5 separate regions of the Mus musculus genome follow, and all the other regions are linked to region 5. The links are chromatin contacts, called in public HiChIP or PLAC-seq, Micro-C and capture Hi-C maps. All regions are on one chromosome and are shown on one strand. Each heading gives the region's core, a stretch centred on a gene start, on an enhancer-like site or on the middle of the called end of the contact. The rest is flanking DNA. Distances are from core to core; before and after follow the strand shown. Region 1 has its middle 17 kb from the start of Dhrs2. Region 2 holds the start of Jph4 (junctophilin 4). Region 3 holds the start of Cbln3 (cerebellin 3 precursor protein). Region 4 holds the start of Ripk3 (receptor-interacting serine-threonine kinase 3). Region 5 holds the start of Carmil3 (capping protein regulator and myosin 1 linker 3).

Evidence for each region. A called contact is a pair of places that touch in the nucleus more often than the background predicts. HiChIP or PLAC-seq counts read pairs in DNA pulled down with a chosen protein or histone mark. Capture Hi-C pulls out chosen DNA fragments and counts their contacts.
Region 1: a contact with region 5 is called in an H3K4me3 HiChIP or PLAC-seq map of forebrain, with 6 times the contacts expected there. The contact joins the enhancer-like site here to the promoter of Carmil3 in region 5. A contact is called at or near these places in 14 of 39 promoter capture datasets (the 3T3-L1 cell line, the HPC-7 cell line, cranial neural crest and 8 more), 3 of 115 datasets of contacts at active chromatin or transcription factors (SST interneurons, embryonic forebrain and forebrain) and 1 of 9 other capture datasets (adipose tissue).
Region 2: an H3K4me3 HiChIP or PLAC-seq map of forebrain shows a contact between it and region 5, with 5 times the contacts expected there. The contact joins the promoter of Jph4 here to the promoter of Carmil3 in region 5. A contact is called at or near these places in 27 of 39 promoter capture datasets (the 3T3-L1 cell line, 3T3-L1-derived adipocytes, the C10 cell line and 16 more), 3 of 15 datasets of contacts at CTCF or cohesin (embryonic stem cells and stem cell-derived epiblast-like cells), 9 of 484 Hi-C or Micro-C datasets (B cells, cerebellar granule neurons, cerebral cortex and 3 more), 14 of 115 datasets of contacts at active chromatin or transcription factors (SST interneurons, VIP interneurons, bone marrow-derived macrophages and 9 more) and 1 of 9 other capture datasets (liver).
Region 3: a Micro-C map of embryonic stem cells shows a contact between it and region 5, with 1.6 times the contacts expected there. The contact joins the promoter of Cbln3 here to the promoter of Carmil3 in region 5. A contact is called at or near these places in 9 of 39 promoter capture datasets (the C10 cell line, cranial neural crest, embryonic stem cells and 6 more), 1 of 15 datasets of contacts at CTCF or cohesin (large pre-B cells), 5 of 484 Hi-C or Micro-C datasets (the P5424 cell line, cerebellum, embryonic stem cells and 2 more), 1 of 115 datasets of contacts at active chromatin or transcription factors (memory CD8 T cells) and 3 of 9 other capture datasets (adipose tissue, liver and macrophages).
Region 4: a contact with region 5 is called in a capture Hi-C map of macrophages, with 2.3 times the contacts expected there. The contact joins the promoter of Ripk3 here to the promoter of Carmil3 in region 5. A contact is called at or near these places in 10 of 39 promoter capture datasets (the C10 cell line, the SN4741 cell line, embryonic stem cells and 5 more), 1 of 15 datasets of contacts at CTCF or cohesin (large pre-B cells), 1 of 484 Hi-C or Micro-C datasets (pre-B cells) and 5 of 9 other capture datasets (adipose tissue, embryonic stem cells, liver and 2 more).

Annotation. Positions count from the first base shown.
Region 1 is chr14:55,203,826-55,206,650 of GRCm38.p6, forward strand. No RefSeq gene overlaps it. Among named protein-coding and RNA genes, the nearest start is that of Dhrs2, 17 kb to the right of the region's middle. Within about 2 kb of position 1,431, at least 52 of the 459 cell types and tissues checked have an H3K27ac peak or open chromatin away from gene starts, as enhancers often do. A contact at or near this core is called in forebrain, where this site is marked.
Region 2 is chr14:55,115,653-55,118,352 of GRCm38.p6, forward strand. Jph4 (junctophilin 4) reads right to left here and starts at 1,283. Exons shown (of 6, transcript NM_177049.5): 1 at 339-1,283.
Region 3 is chr14:55,882,882-55,885,581 of GRCm38.p6, forward strand. Cbln3 (cerebellin 3 precursor protein) reads right to left here and starts at 1,375. Exons shown (of 3, transcript NM_019820.3): 1 at 1,031-1,375; 2 at 586-705; 3 at 1-296. The coding sequence starts at 1,306. The coding sequence ends at 99. It overlaps Khnyn (KH and NYN domain containing), which reads left to right and starts at 2,061. Exons shown (of 8, transcript NM_027143.3): 1 at 2,061-2,261.
Region 4 is chr14:55,787,586-55,790,285 of GRCm38.p6, forward strand. Ripk3 (receptor-interacting serine-threonine kinase 3) reads right to left here and starts at 1,272. Exons shown (of 10, transcript NM_019955.2): 1 at 1,032-1,272; 2 at 653-796; 3 at 239-548. The coding sequence starts at 1,051. The region is part of intron 2 of Gm32092 (a long non-coding RNA gene); the gene reads left to right.
Region 5 is chr14:55,489,699-55,492,398 of GRCm38.p6, forward strand. It overlaps Carmil3 (capping protein regulator and myosin 1 linker 3), which reads left to right and starts at 1,371. Exons shown (of 40, transcript NM_001374104.1): 1 at 1,371-1,585. The coding sequence starts at 1,546. Dhrs4 (dehydrogenase/reductase (SDR family) member 4) reads left to right here. Exons shown (of 8, transcript NM_001037938.2): 8 at 121-642. The coding sequence ends at 235.

The sequences.
Region 1 (2,825 bases), core at 181-2,680, 290 kb before region 5:
CAATATATGCTCTTAACTGCTGAATCATCTCTCTAGCCCGTATTTTTTAAAATTACCTCCCTCCTCTCTTTCCCTGTCTCTCAGTCTCTCTGTGTGAAGGTGAGTGGTGAGTGCAGGTGCCTATAGAAGCCAGAAACCACCAGGTCCTCTAGAGCTGGGATTACAGGCAGTGGAGAGCCACCTGATGTGGGTGTTGGGAACTGAACTCCAGTTCTCCGAAAAGAAGCAAGCAGCCTTAGCTGGAGTCCTCTCTCCAGTCCCTGAGCTGGAATGTGCTATTGGATTTTTGTTATTATTATCTTTTAAATCTGTCTTTGGAATTAGGGTAATGCTGGCTTTTTGAGTTTGGTTGTGTTCCTTCTCTTTCTCGTTGATGGAATGGCTTGAGAAGTGTTGATGTTGGATCTGCCTTAAAGTGTTGATAAAATTCATCAGAGAATCTGCAGGGAGCCTTTTCATAGGGAGGCTTAAATCACTGCTTCAATCTCATTGTTTGCTAACAGTTTGTTTAAATTGTTTCTGTAGTCTGGCTTTGATATTGGTAGGTCACATTAGTTTGAAAATTTAGCCATTATTTTGGGTTTCCCAGGTTTTTAAAATAAAGCTTTTCTCAGTCTTTCCAAAGTATTGTCTGGGTTTCATTGGCATCTGTTGTAACAACTCTTCTTTAATCCCTTAGTTTCTTTATTTGTATCTTCTTCTTTGTGTTGGTTTAGCTAAGGGTTTGCTATACTGTCAATCGTCTCAAAGAACCAACTATTTGCTTAAGTGATTTTTTAAAAGAACTTTAAAATTCTTTCTCTCTCCCCCATCCCCCACCCTCCCTCTCTCCCTCCCTCCCTGTGTGTGTGTGTGTGTGTGTGTGTGTGTGTGTTGGATATTTGCATGCTTATATGGTGCACACAGATGCTAGAAACACTGGGTTCCCACAAAGATGGATGTATAAGTGGTTGAGAACTGCCAGATGTGCCAGCTGTATGTGCTCTTGACTTCTGTGCCGTCTCTCCAGGCCCTGTTTGAAAGATTTTATGTATCGTTCTCTTAGTATTTATTGTGTGTGTGTGTGTGTGTGTGTGTGTGTGTGTTTTAAAATCTAATCTTATGTTTGTTACTGTGTATTGGGCTTGGGTTTGGCTTCTTCCTGTTTATCTGAAGGAGCCTGAAGGGGCATCATTAGGTCATTTGCTTGAGGGGTCTCTAATGTCAACATGAGCACTTACTGCTAATTCTTTCTTTCAGAACTCTTGGCTGTGTTCTAGAGGTTCTCTGGGCTGTGTGTGACTTTGACTCGGAATTAATCTTTGATTTCTTCAGTAGCCTACTGTTCATTCAAAACTGTTTTCTTCACTTTCCATGTATTTCTGTAGTTGCTGTGGTTACTATGGCTGTGGTTGCTATGGCTGTGGTTGCTATGACTGTGGTTGCTATGACTGTGGTTGCTATGGCTGTGGTTTCTATGGCCGTGGATTTGTAGTTTTATTCCACTGTGGTCTGATAAGGAGCCAGGAATGATTTTGAATTTTTTTTCTTGTACTTCTTAAGGTTTGCTTTGTGGCCTATGATGTGATCAATTTTAGAGAAGGCTCCATCTGTCACTGAGAAGAGTGTGTATTCTTAACTTTTGGATGGAATAGTCCAGAAATACCTTTTAATCAAGTTGTTCTATGATCCAATTTAGCTGTGAGGCTTCATTACTGATTTTACTTTAGAAGACCTATCTCATGACGAGAGGAGGGTATAGAAGCTCCTCACTACCTCTGCATCAGGACCAGCATGGCCTTTTATTCCTTTGGTATCTGTTTAAAAAAACTGAGAGCCCCAATGTTTGTTGCATAAGTCCTTATAATTGTTATATGCCCCTGATGGTTTGTTTCCTTTATTAATATATAGTGGCCTTTAAAACTCTCTTCTGACCAGTTCTGCTTGAAGTATACTTAATCAGATGGAAGAATCAGCCTATAGGCTGCTGTATCTTCTGTTAGAACTCTCCAGCATTTGATTCAGTTTTGGGATGTCTTTCCAAGTTAAGTGAGTTTCTTGGGTACCACAGATATTGGATCTTATATATTTTTAAATTCATTTAGTCTACATTTTTATTGATGGATTATTTATTAACAAGGTTGTTATTGGGATGAGCTTGGTATTTCCTATGATTTTGCTAATTGTCCTGGTCAGTCAGATTACCTGTGCTTCTCTCATTCCTACTCTGTTAGTGTTAGCAGTTTTCTGGTTTGCTATGTTGGGCATGGTTGGGTTGGATCTCTCCTGCTCTTTCATTATCCGTTCCTCTCAGGGGATGAACTTTCTTGCAGGCGAGACTTCCTCCTCTTTTTCTGTATACTATTTCTTTAAGCATTTTCCACAGTGCTGGCTTCATTGCTACACGTTGGCTTAATTTCGTTTTGTCTTCAAATATTTTCAGTTCTCTATCAATTTAAAGAGGTAACTGTGTTAGATAAAGCCATTTTGGTTGTGTCGTTTACTCTCAGAGGTTTAAATATACCATGCTATGCTTTCAGGGTTGCTGGTGAAGCTCTGACATTGTGATGTTTCTGATGATGTGTTGTTGGTGTTTTCTTCCCCTCAGAGCTTGTCATACTGTTTCTTTGTTTTGCATTTTTGACTATGAGATGTCATGGGGAGGTGGTTTACTGCTCATGTTTATTGTTTACATGGCTCTTGTGTTTAGATGTCCATTTCTTTTTCTAGGTTTGGGAATTTTCCTCCTATAAGTTCGTTAACTAAATTATCTACACCTTTTGACTTTGTCTGTGATCTTTTTAGTCTGTGAGTTCTTAGGTCCAGTCTCTTGACTATATTTCAAA
Region 2 (2,700 bases), core at 33-2,532, 370 kb before region 5:
CTCCCGGGACTTGGGGTCCCAGCGCTGATCCCGAGTCCTACTTTTCCAACCCAGAACCCCAGAGTGTGGAGCGTGGATGGCAGTTGGAGGTGGGGGACCTGGGAGGGGCCAGGGCAGGGTCTTCCGACACCTGCTTTCCTGGCGATTTGGACCCCTCTGCCTGGATTCTTTGGCTCCGCTAGCAAACCCGGGTGCGGGGGAGGCAAGGGGGTAAAAATGTAGCTAGCTAGAAAGCCGGCCCCAGGTGGGCCGATGGTAGAATGGGGATGTTGGGGGTGGGGTGGGGGATGAGGGTAGGGATGGGCAGACTGGCGAAAGGGAGGGGACAGGTTACTCACCATGTGTGCTGGGGCTCAGGCTGCCTCCCAGGCGCAGTTTCCATGGCAGGGTCCCTCCACTCACACCTCACCAGGACAAGCCAAGCCCCCTTCCCTTCCGGAGAGACTGCTACAACCCAGAGAAGGAAGGTGGGGGAGCTATGGGAGAGTCCCTTTTCCTCGGCTGAAGGTGCAGGCTAGTGTGGGGGGTGAGGTAGTGGCAGGGTGGAGGGGATGAGAATAAGTGTAGGGGGAAAAAAATCTGTCTTGAACGGAGACAGCGAAGAGGAGCTGGGGGCTGGATGGGAAAGGGGAGGGGGCTATCAAGAAGGGGTGTTTTTATTTTTTTCTTCTTATGGTTGGGAGAGGAAAAAAAAAATCAAAATTCCAATTCCATCCCAGCACAAATCAATGTTTGCTCCAAACCCAGCATCAAGGGGGAGGCTGGGCCAGGCAGATTTAAAGGGGCAGAGAGAAGCGGAGAGGAGAGGGTGGGGAGAGAGTCAGTGGCAGTGGGGGTGGTGCGAGGATGCTCAGGCAGAAAAAAAGGGGGTTCGCTACCCCTGAGGTGAGGGAGAAGGCAGGCGGAGAGGAGAATGGAAGGCTCAGAGACCCCCACGGTGGAAAGAAACCGTGGCATGCAGGCAGGGAGTGGAGTGAGGTGGAGGGAGGGGAGGGGAGAGGAGCTAGGGGGAGGAGTCTTAAGATGGGGAGGCAGGGGGAGGCCAGAGCCAGGCGGGGGAGGAGAGATGCTGGGGAGACCGGGAGTGCGAGAGGAATACAAAGAATGAGGTGCAGGGGTGAGAGCTATGGCAGGGGGAGATATAGCCGGCATGGGAGATGGCGAGGGAGACCCATTCCAGGACTCTTGAGAGATAGCTAGGGAGAGAAGTCAAGGGTGGAGGGAAGGAGGGGAGCAGAATCACATAGGGAGAAGAAGAGAGCGAAATAAGGCTCGCGACGAGCGGGAGAAAGCTCTGCAGAGAAAGGGCAGGCATGAGAATAGAAATCCCGGCAGGAAGAGCCCACATGGAGACAGGAGGTCCGGAAGTGGTGTTTATGAGGACCCTGGGGAGAGGGATGAACCTGCCAGCTGCTTGGCCGGAAGCCAGGAGGCATTTGAACGTGGATACCTCTGCCCATTCAGCTCAAACTCCTCCACCAGACAGCGCCCACCCTGTCACAGTTTTAGAGGTAGCTTGAGATGGGGCCCTGTCTGGAGGCCCCACTAAGCTAATGCACACAATATTCCGCGGACACCAACAGTTTGTCTAGGATGGGCCCTCTGAAGGGAGTGTTGGTATGTTCATTAAGGGGGCTCAAATTTGAGGAGGCCACCAAGATCTTAGGGCTCTGGAGTCTTCTCTTTCACAACACAGCAAATTACACAAGTTTGCTTGAGCAGGCTTTTGCTGTGGCCCCTTAAGCCCATCATCGACCTCTTCGAGTCCACTCTCCAGATTGACAGCACAAGTAGACCACACAGGTATTCACGTACTGCATTCCCTCCCTTCTCAGCTTCCTCTGGCCTGCCCCTGCGTGTTTACAGGGAAGGAGGCACCAGTGTGCTCAATTGCCTTTCTTTCCCCATAGGACCTAGTCCCCGCTGCCCACCCCTCATCCCCACACCTGATTTAAAGAGATCCAGAGCCCCGAGGGGGAAGTCATTCACCAAGGGGCACACTGGCAAAGTTGGCAAAGCTAGAAGTAGAACACTAAACGCAGACTTTTATTTTTGTTGGTGTTGGGAACGGAATTCTGGTTCTTGGGATAAAGCGCGTGCTCTATCACTGGGCTCTAGCTGGCAGCTTGGTGTCTTTCGAGCCCTTCAGTTCTTCCAGATGTCTGTGCTTGGGAGCATCCCCTAAAGTCAGGGTTACATTGGGTACTTTGGTAAAATAAAGAGTATGAAGATCGAAATAAACAGGGATTTCTCTTGTACACACACACACAGGCACATGTGTGTGCATACTACACACTATGTATATATTAGTGGGGTGGTGGTGTGTGCATGTGTCAGAGAGAGAGAGAGAGAGAGAGAGAGAGAGAGAGAGAGAGAGAGATATCAGAGGAAGTCCTTGTCTTCTGTCTTGTTGAGATAGCTCTTGTCTCCTCTGTGTAATGTACTCCAGGCTAGTTGGCCTGATCCTCTTGTGGACTCCCATCTTTCCTTAGGAGTGCTAGGCTTAGATGTGGGCCACTGCATCTGGCTTCTCACCTAGGATCCATGGATTGAGCTCAGGCTGTAGGCTTGTGTGTCTGCTGAGCTATATCCCTAAATCACATTGTGTTTTTCTAGAAGTTTCTCCAGGGCAGAGACTACTCTTTTTTTTTTTTTTTTTTTTAAAACAGGGTCTCATTATGTTCCCCAGGCTCCTCCTTC
Region 3 (2,700 bases), core at 125-2,624, 390 kb after region 5:
GCCTGGAGGGGGCCTTTCTCTTGCTCCAAAGATACTTTGTTTCTGGGGCAGGGAAGGGCAGAAAGATGCTAGACATCTCCGTTTAAAGGCTTGGGTCCTCAGAGTGGGAAGATGAGGAAGCCTGAGAAGCTCGAATACTTCCAGCCACCCAGAAGATTCCCCCGACGCAGGCGCAGGGACACACGGTCCCCCGGGTCCAGGGGAAGCAGCACAGAGCTTGTGGCTGCCTCTCGGGTCACATCAGGGTCATTTGCAAAGGCTGAGATGACCGGCCATGTGTTCAGCATCAGACTCACCTGGGGAGGGGAGCCCAGTTAGCATCTATGTCCTAGTCCTTAGCTCAGGACACCCCGCCCCCCATCCTCCCAAGAGTTTTCTTTTGGGAACTTGAGGGTCAGTGGGCTCTCCAGTGAGCACTGAGGGGTGGCCAGTGTTGGGTTCTGTACATCTGCCATACCCTGCTAGCCTTTCCTCCCTTGCTCCTGGTCCCTGGGATACAGGTCCAACAGAAGGGCTATCCAGGGATGTGCTGCGGTCCACTATGACCCTCCCTTCCCCCCGGAGGTGGACTGGCACTTAGGTCACCTGGACAGTTTGGCGGTTGTACACCTTGACCACGTGGAATCGGAAGCTGTAGACTCCACGGACAGGGGCCACGAAGCAGCCCGAGGTCCGATCAAAGCCCTCGCCCTCATTGACCAGTACCTGTGGGGAAGCAGATTGTGTTGAGAGGGATTCTGGGTGCCGGGAGCTCAGGAGCATCACTGGGTTGGCATTTGTGCAGTGGGTGAGGAGAGAAGGGGTGGCAAACGGGTGTGACAGGAATGTGTAGAGTCAAAAACTATGAGGAAGGGCTACGGTGCTGTGTGTATGAATGAAAGAAGGCCAACCAACGGTCAGTGGCCATCTTAGAGGAAGGTGGTGCAAGAGATGCAGGTAATGGTTTCCTTGGAGTCCGAGGGATGCAAAGGGGCTTGGACAGTAGAGTCCAGGTCCTTGCATGTCTTCCGGACAGAGGCAGAGGGATTACCTGGTCGAAGTAGATGGCACCACTGGTACCGTTGCCGGTTTCTCCTGCTGGTTCATGGTGATGGCTTCGGACTGCAGCAAACGCCACTCGTCCTGGGGGTGCCTCTCCCAGGGCTGCACCCCCAGGTCCTCCTGCAGTAGGTCGGCCTGGCTCACAGACCACCAGGCACTCCCCCTCCAGTAGGACAGGCTCTGACCCTTCTTGAGCCCACCCAGCCTCCAGGGTCAGAAGCACCAGGGCCAAGGACAGCTTGGGTTTGTGCCATTCCGTCCCCATCCTTGCTAGGTGCCTCTGTAACTCACAGATTTTCCTGTCTTCTGTCCCCTTGGCTCTCCCCCCTCTGCTTCAAGGCTTCAGTACTCCTGCCCTGCTCTGCTGTCCTCTGTGAGTCTGGCACCTAGCCCGGGCACTCCCCTCCCTGTATCTTTTTGTGTCCCACAGCTCTGCCTGGCCTTACTACTGCTGTCTCTGCGGATCCCTCCTCCTTGGCAGAGCATGGAGTGACAGCAGTTGGGCCCTGGGAGGGAGAAGAGGAATGGAGAGAGGATATGAGGGCTCTAGCCACACAAGGGTGTGTACACACACACACACACACACACACACACACACGAAACAAAATTTCTTCAATTCCTTTCTCATCTTCTCCTTTTCAGTCTTTCTCCATGGGGTTTTCCTTATTGTGGCAAGGTGTGTGTCCTCATCTCCCCCCCCTTCCCCCCCTACTCCCCCAACTCTATCTACTTGGTGAAAGTGCTTGTGTCAAGGGCAGGATTCTCTTGTGACTCTGGACCAGTCACTTCTCTTGGAACCATCAACTGCAGAACTCCCAAGGACCCCAGGAACTGGAGGCGAACGTGAGAGTTGGCAGGAGGCGTTGGGGGTGGGGTGAGTGTCTGTGACCCGGTAGGCCCCGCAGGGGATGTGGAGGGCGGGTCGCTCGGCAGCAGGACAGCAGGCCGAGCCGGGGAGGAGGAGCGCAGCCCTGCCCCGAGCCCTGGCCAGTGCGGCCCTAGCGGGGGAGGAGCCGAGCTGGCTCCGCCCCGGGCCGGAAAGTGACTCCAAAGCCACAACGCGTTGTTGACGAGAGAAGTCTAGGTTGGGTGAAGGATCCGAGAAGGCCCTCCCAGATTCGGGCTCCCAGCCCCAGGCCCCTGGGGCGCGGGAGAAACGCGGGCCCCTCCTCCCCCGCCGCGGGCACCTAGAGGAGCGGGCGGAACTCGCGGCTTTGGCGGTAGGCGTCCCCCTTCCGGGCGATCGGGAGCTGAAGGCCGTGGCGGGAGGGTGGTCGGGCTGGGGGCGGCCGCCGCAGGCTGTGGGAGGGCGGGCTATGCCCCTGGGCCCCGGGTGGGATGCTTGACAGTGGACAAACGAGGAGGGGGGGCGGGGGCGGGGAGGTGGGAGTGGTTAGTGAAGGAATAAGGCGGATAGGGGAAACCCCCACCCCAGGACTACACTGTTAGAGCCTCTGGCGCGTATTCATTTCCCAAGAGGCCCTCCTCTACTCAAAAAATCCGAGACCTCTCAGCTCTGGGACTCTTTCCTCAAACCACCCACTTCTTGTGACCCTCAAAATGAGCTGGAGGCCCTCTCAACTCGTCCCTTCTCAGGGCGGTGGTCATCAGTTTTCTCTGGCCAGTCGCCCACCCCAGCTAGCCCTGTTTAAGAAGGGC
Region 4 (2,700 bases), core at 22-2,521, 300 kb after region 5:
GCAGGAGATCTGAGTTGCTGATGGGCAGGCCTGAGATAAGTCAGCCTGGGTCCGTGAGGGTGCATTAGGCCTGTGGAACTGAGCCAGGGGGTTAAGAAGGGCGTCTGGTAAGGAGGGTCACCTGGTATGACTAGAAATAAAACTCCTAGTTGGGTCTTGTCATGTGTGTAGTCTTGTATTCAGAGGGACAGGTACTCAACATGGTCCCAAGTCTACACTAGGTTGTAGATGGACTAACCTTGGCGTGGAGCTCTGGATCCAGCAGAATGTTAGAGGGCTTGAGGTCCCGGTGCAGGAGCGGAGGGTTCAAGCTGTGTAGGTAGCACATCCCCAGCACCACTTCCTGCAGCAGGCGACAGAGGAGTGGCCAGGGCCGAGGGCACTCGGGTTGCAGCAGCCCTGCGAGGGAGCCATTCTCCATGAATCTTGTCACCAGAGCCTGCCCGGACACGAAGTCCCACTGGAGGTCCTCAGTGACCCCCAGCAGGAGCAGAACGTTCTCATTACGAAGATTAACCATAGCCTTCACCTCCCAGGATATCTTCTTCCTACACGCCGAAAGGGGGCCAAAATTGGATTGCGCTCTGGAAGACCCCACCCTTGCCCCACTCAGGCTCGTGACCACACTCTGACTACAGCTGGGGTCACTCACGAGTTCACGATCTTGACTGCTACATCATGGTTCCATGTTCTGTGGTGTGCCCGGAACACGACTCCGAACCCTCCTTTACCCACAAACTCCAGCTTCTTCAGTTCTTCACGGCTCACCAGAGGAACCGCTGACGCACCAGTAGGCCTGAGAAAGGTTCTTGTCCGGTAGGGGGCCCATCCCCCAGCCTAGCGCATCCTCTGTCTCCCAAGCTCCGGGATTCCGTGACTGCGCGTGGGCAGCGTAGGCAGCGAGTCTAGCCTCCCCACTGCTGCCCGCCTCACCCCCAGCTTTGTCCCCTGCCTCAGAAAAGGCGTCCTTTGAGTGTGTCCCCGGGCCACCTGTGTGGGTGTGCCGGAGACACAGCTCACTCCCCACTCACCATAACTTGACAGAAGACATCGTCGGGAGCTAGCGGCTTCCTGGAGTTATGTGTGCACAGACGGAGCTGGAAACCCGACGTCTACGGCTCGGAGTGTGGACTGAGAGGAAGGCAGGGTCTGCAAAGGGAACAATCAGTAGGTCAAGGCACGGAGGTTCAGGCCCCGAATTCCGCTTCCCAGGTCGCTCCCCCGGACTTTGAATGAGCGACTTCACAACTTCCCTTTCAAATAAGAGGCTCCTTCTATCTCCGCCCCCTGGGGTGGAGCATTGAAAACTTTGGGGCTATTTCCTGTGCACGTGCCTTGAAACTGCTTCCACCCGAGAAGCGCCCAGGCACTGGGCGTGCCACAAAAGGTGTCCTCACCATCCAGGAACGATTGACTCCCCACGATAGCCAGTCTCTCTTGGACCCCTTAGCTCCACCGCTTGCCAACCACATTTTGATGAAGGGAGGATGGAGATCAGGAGGATTTTATGGTCCTAAGATCACGGAGTAACGCTTCTAGTAAGGGTTGTCTTGGGCCAGGTACACATACTGGCTTCTTAGATCAACCGTGTTTTCTTTTCTATAGAGGAGGAAACCCAAGTACTTAAAGTTTAAATCGCTTGGCCAAGTAAGTATGGGACTAGTTTAGAACCGAGTTCTGCTCCACCAAGGTAGCCCTTATTTTATTTATTTATTTATTTATTTATTTACTTACTTACTTACTTACTTACTTACTTACTTACTTTTGAGACAGGGTCTCTTTTTGGAGCCCTGGTTGATCTGGGACTCGAGTATACAGACCAGGTTGACTCAAACTCACAGAGAGCCATCTGCATCTGCCTCCTGACTAAATGCTGGGATTAAAGGTGTACGCCACCATGCTTGGCTTTCTTATTTATCTTAAAATTTATTTATGTGTGTGCATGACCATGCATGTGGTGAAGGGGTGCATGTCATGGTGTGTGTGTGTGTGTGTGTGTGTGTGTGTGTGTGTAGGTGTTCGACCTTGTTTGAGATAGGGTCAGTTTGTTCTCTGCTGTGTGCATAATGCTATGTGTTAGCCTGTTAATGTCCCAGTATTCTCCTGTCTCTCATCTTGCTGTAGGAACACTGGCATGGTATACATGGGCTACTGTCCCCAATGTCACTTTAGTTGTGGGAATATGAGTTCAGGTCCTCATGCTTGCATGACAAGAATTTTGCCTACTAAGCGGCACACACACACACACACACACACACACACACACACTCCAGCTCAAGTTAGCTTATTCTTCTTGACAATGCCTCTGGGCTATATAAATCTACCTGTGGTGCAGGTAAGGTATGAGGCACGCAGTATGCACTAAAGGACCTCTTGGAATCCCTGCTCAGCAAGAGCAGCTACTAAGTAGGGGTTGTGGAGCTGGAAGGCCCAGGGTCTATGCCAGGGTGTTGTAATGAGGATAGGTGTGCTGGCCCTGCAATCGAGCCACTGCTGCTGTGATGGCCTCTGTAGCAGCTCTAAGGGCTTCCCACCCTTCCCCTTGTGTGATACCTTTGGCAAGTAAATACTCTGATTCATGCTTCAGGCAAGCATGGCATATATTCTCCATGAAAGCTTTTCAAGATCCTAGAGTGTCAGACTGTTGGGTAACAGGACTGGTGGTGCACACCTTTAATCCCAGCCCTCAGGAAGCAGAGG
Region 5 (2,700 bases), core at 121-2,620:
GAGCCTTCTCACCAGCTCCCACCTGATAATTCTTAAGCAAATTTCATGTCCTGTGAACCAGATGAGAGAGGCTAGCTAACCTATTTGACAATTGCTTTCTCCTTGTCTCCTGTTTCCCAGGCTAGGCAAGCCAGAGGATTGTGCTGGCATAGTTTCCTTCTTATGCTCTGAAGACGCCAGTTACATCAATGGAGAGACCGTAGTAGTGGGGGGAGGAACCCCTTCTCGCCTCTGAGGACCCAGAAACAGCCTACCAGGGCAGGTGTGTGGGGCGGGCTCAGTCCACCTTGCCTCTGTCGCCCTTCGTTGCCACCACCTAACATCTTGTTCACCTCACAAAATCAGTTCTGCCCAGTGATAAGTTCCTGCTTTCCCTGTGGTCGAAGTGTGGTCAGATGAGCATCCTTGCTGTTGCTATGGCCTTGAAAACGGCTTTGGGGAGGGGGCGGGAAGCTGGGGGATAGGTAGTGGGAAAAGGGCTTGCTGAGAAGACTGTGGCTACTTTAGTGAAGATCAAATCCCTCTCATCCTCGCCTCTGGACACTTTGAGGAGAGATAGAAGGGACAGACCTGAACAGAGATAGAAATTAACAATTTACGTATAAGGTACAAATAAAATGAAGATGATCGCGTTGCTCTGAATCAGTGCGTGTTTATTTCTCAATGTGAGGTGCTTAGTGTATCTGAGAAGTCTAAGCAGTGCTGGATCTCTGAATTCTCCCTAGCCCTCCTCCCTATCTCCAAGGCCTGAGCTTGCCGCTCAAGGGTGGTTACGTCTGCCTGCCACGGAGCTGCTTGCCAGCTGTTGGGGGAGGTAGCTCGGGAACTCCCAGGTGCTACTCTTAGCCTCACACCCCCAGGGACGGTGCCAAGGACGCCACGGGGATCCCCGAGACTAGACTAGCGAGCAAAAAAAAAAAAAAAAAAAAAAAAAAAAAGAAGAAGAAGAAGAAGAACTAACTCCCTCCCGCACGTTCGGACAGGTCTTTTTGCAGCATCGTCCTTGATTCAGAGTTCCCTCCAGGGTCAGCAAGGACGAGCTGGACCGTTCCTGAGCTGGAAGGAGTGGGAGGGCGGGGCCATACAAGAATGACCCGGGGAGGGGTACCGAAGCACATAAACAAAGAAATTGAAGAATTCTGCTTCGGGTGGCCGAGGCGTGGGTGGCACGCCAGTAGAAACGCTGCACCCCGCCCCTGAGATAGCTCGGACACCAGGCGCCGCGCTCCGGGCTTCTCACGAGGTAGTCCGCGGGAGGGGTCGTCGCGAGCGCGCGCGGGGTCTCACGCGGCTCGGAAGCTCAGCGCGCATGCTCCATTGGCCAACTCTCCGGGAGGGGCGGGAGACCCAGAGCTCAGTAGCCGGGGGGGAGGAGCGCTCGCGCAGCCGCCCCTGACGGGAGCGGGCTCCGCCGCTACTGCAGCGCTCAGCGCCGGGCCCTGCCGGAGCCGGGACTAGCATGTGCGGCGCCTCTCGGGAGGCGGCGGCGGCGGCGGCTCCTCTGCAGCAGCAGCGGCGGCGGCGGCAGCAGCAGCGGCGGCCGCCATGGCCAAGGCCAGCGTGGAGCTCACCCGCGAGCTGCAAGGTACGAGGTTGCCTTCATCTCCGGACACCGGGTCCGCGAGCATCGAGACCCAGTGCTTTCCTGCGGTACACCCCAGCCCGGCGCCTCCCGCCCCCTCACGCATCCCTCGCTCTTAGGCAGTCCCTTCCTCTGAATCTCTAGACCCAGCTTTGCTTTCCGTGGAGCATCCTTCTCTGCCCCACTCGCCTCACCCTATCAGAACCTTCCTGTCCCGGAGCCGCCCGTCCCGCTCTTTGGTGACAGGAGCAGTTCCCTGGCGCTCTTGGGGGCTGATTCTCAGCGTTCTTGACCCACCCCTCTGCAAAGCATCCAGTCTTCCCTCCGGAGAGTCCCAGCTTTCTCCCACCCTCGCCGGGCGGGGCCAGGCGTTGGGAGCTGCCCCTGGTCCTGACTGCTGCTTATCTCAACACCCTCCCTCCTCCCGGCCCCGCCCCGGAACTGGCCCTAGAGAGGCCCCTAGCGCCTAGGCCAGTGGGGCATAGGAGGGGAGTCCAGGCAGAGGCCCCGACTGAAGCTAAAACCAAAAGCTAGGTTTCTGCGGCTCATTTCCAACAGCCCCCGTCCCAGCCTGCCCCCTTCTCCTCACCCACCATCCACACACATCTCAAGAGCTCTCTGGACCAGTGATTCCCAGATGTTTTTCCTCTAATTACACCCCCCCCCAGACCCTCCAGCCCTGCCACAACCCTGATCCTCAAAGGTAGGAGCACAGGCTAGCCCATGCAGAAAGCAGGACGCTCAAGGATACTCAGAGCTCTATTGCACTCTGGAGATCTCTGACACCTACACATGCACAGTCACGAGATGTTTGTACACACACCTTACAGAAACTGCACACATCTATGCACACCACACCACACCACACACACACACACACACACACACACACACACACACACACACACCACACACACATAATACTTGGATGGGTCTGTCAGAAAACGGATATGGGCTCACTGGAACATTAAACCCTTCTCTCACCCCACCCTCCTCACAAGAACTGTCTGGCACCGGTCCCCTTTCATATGCAAGCCAGCACTCATTCACACTTTCCTATCCCCACAAATGCCATACTCGGTTCCCTGCCATCATCAGAAGACAGGCATGCAGCCATA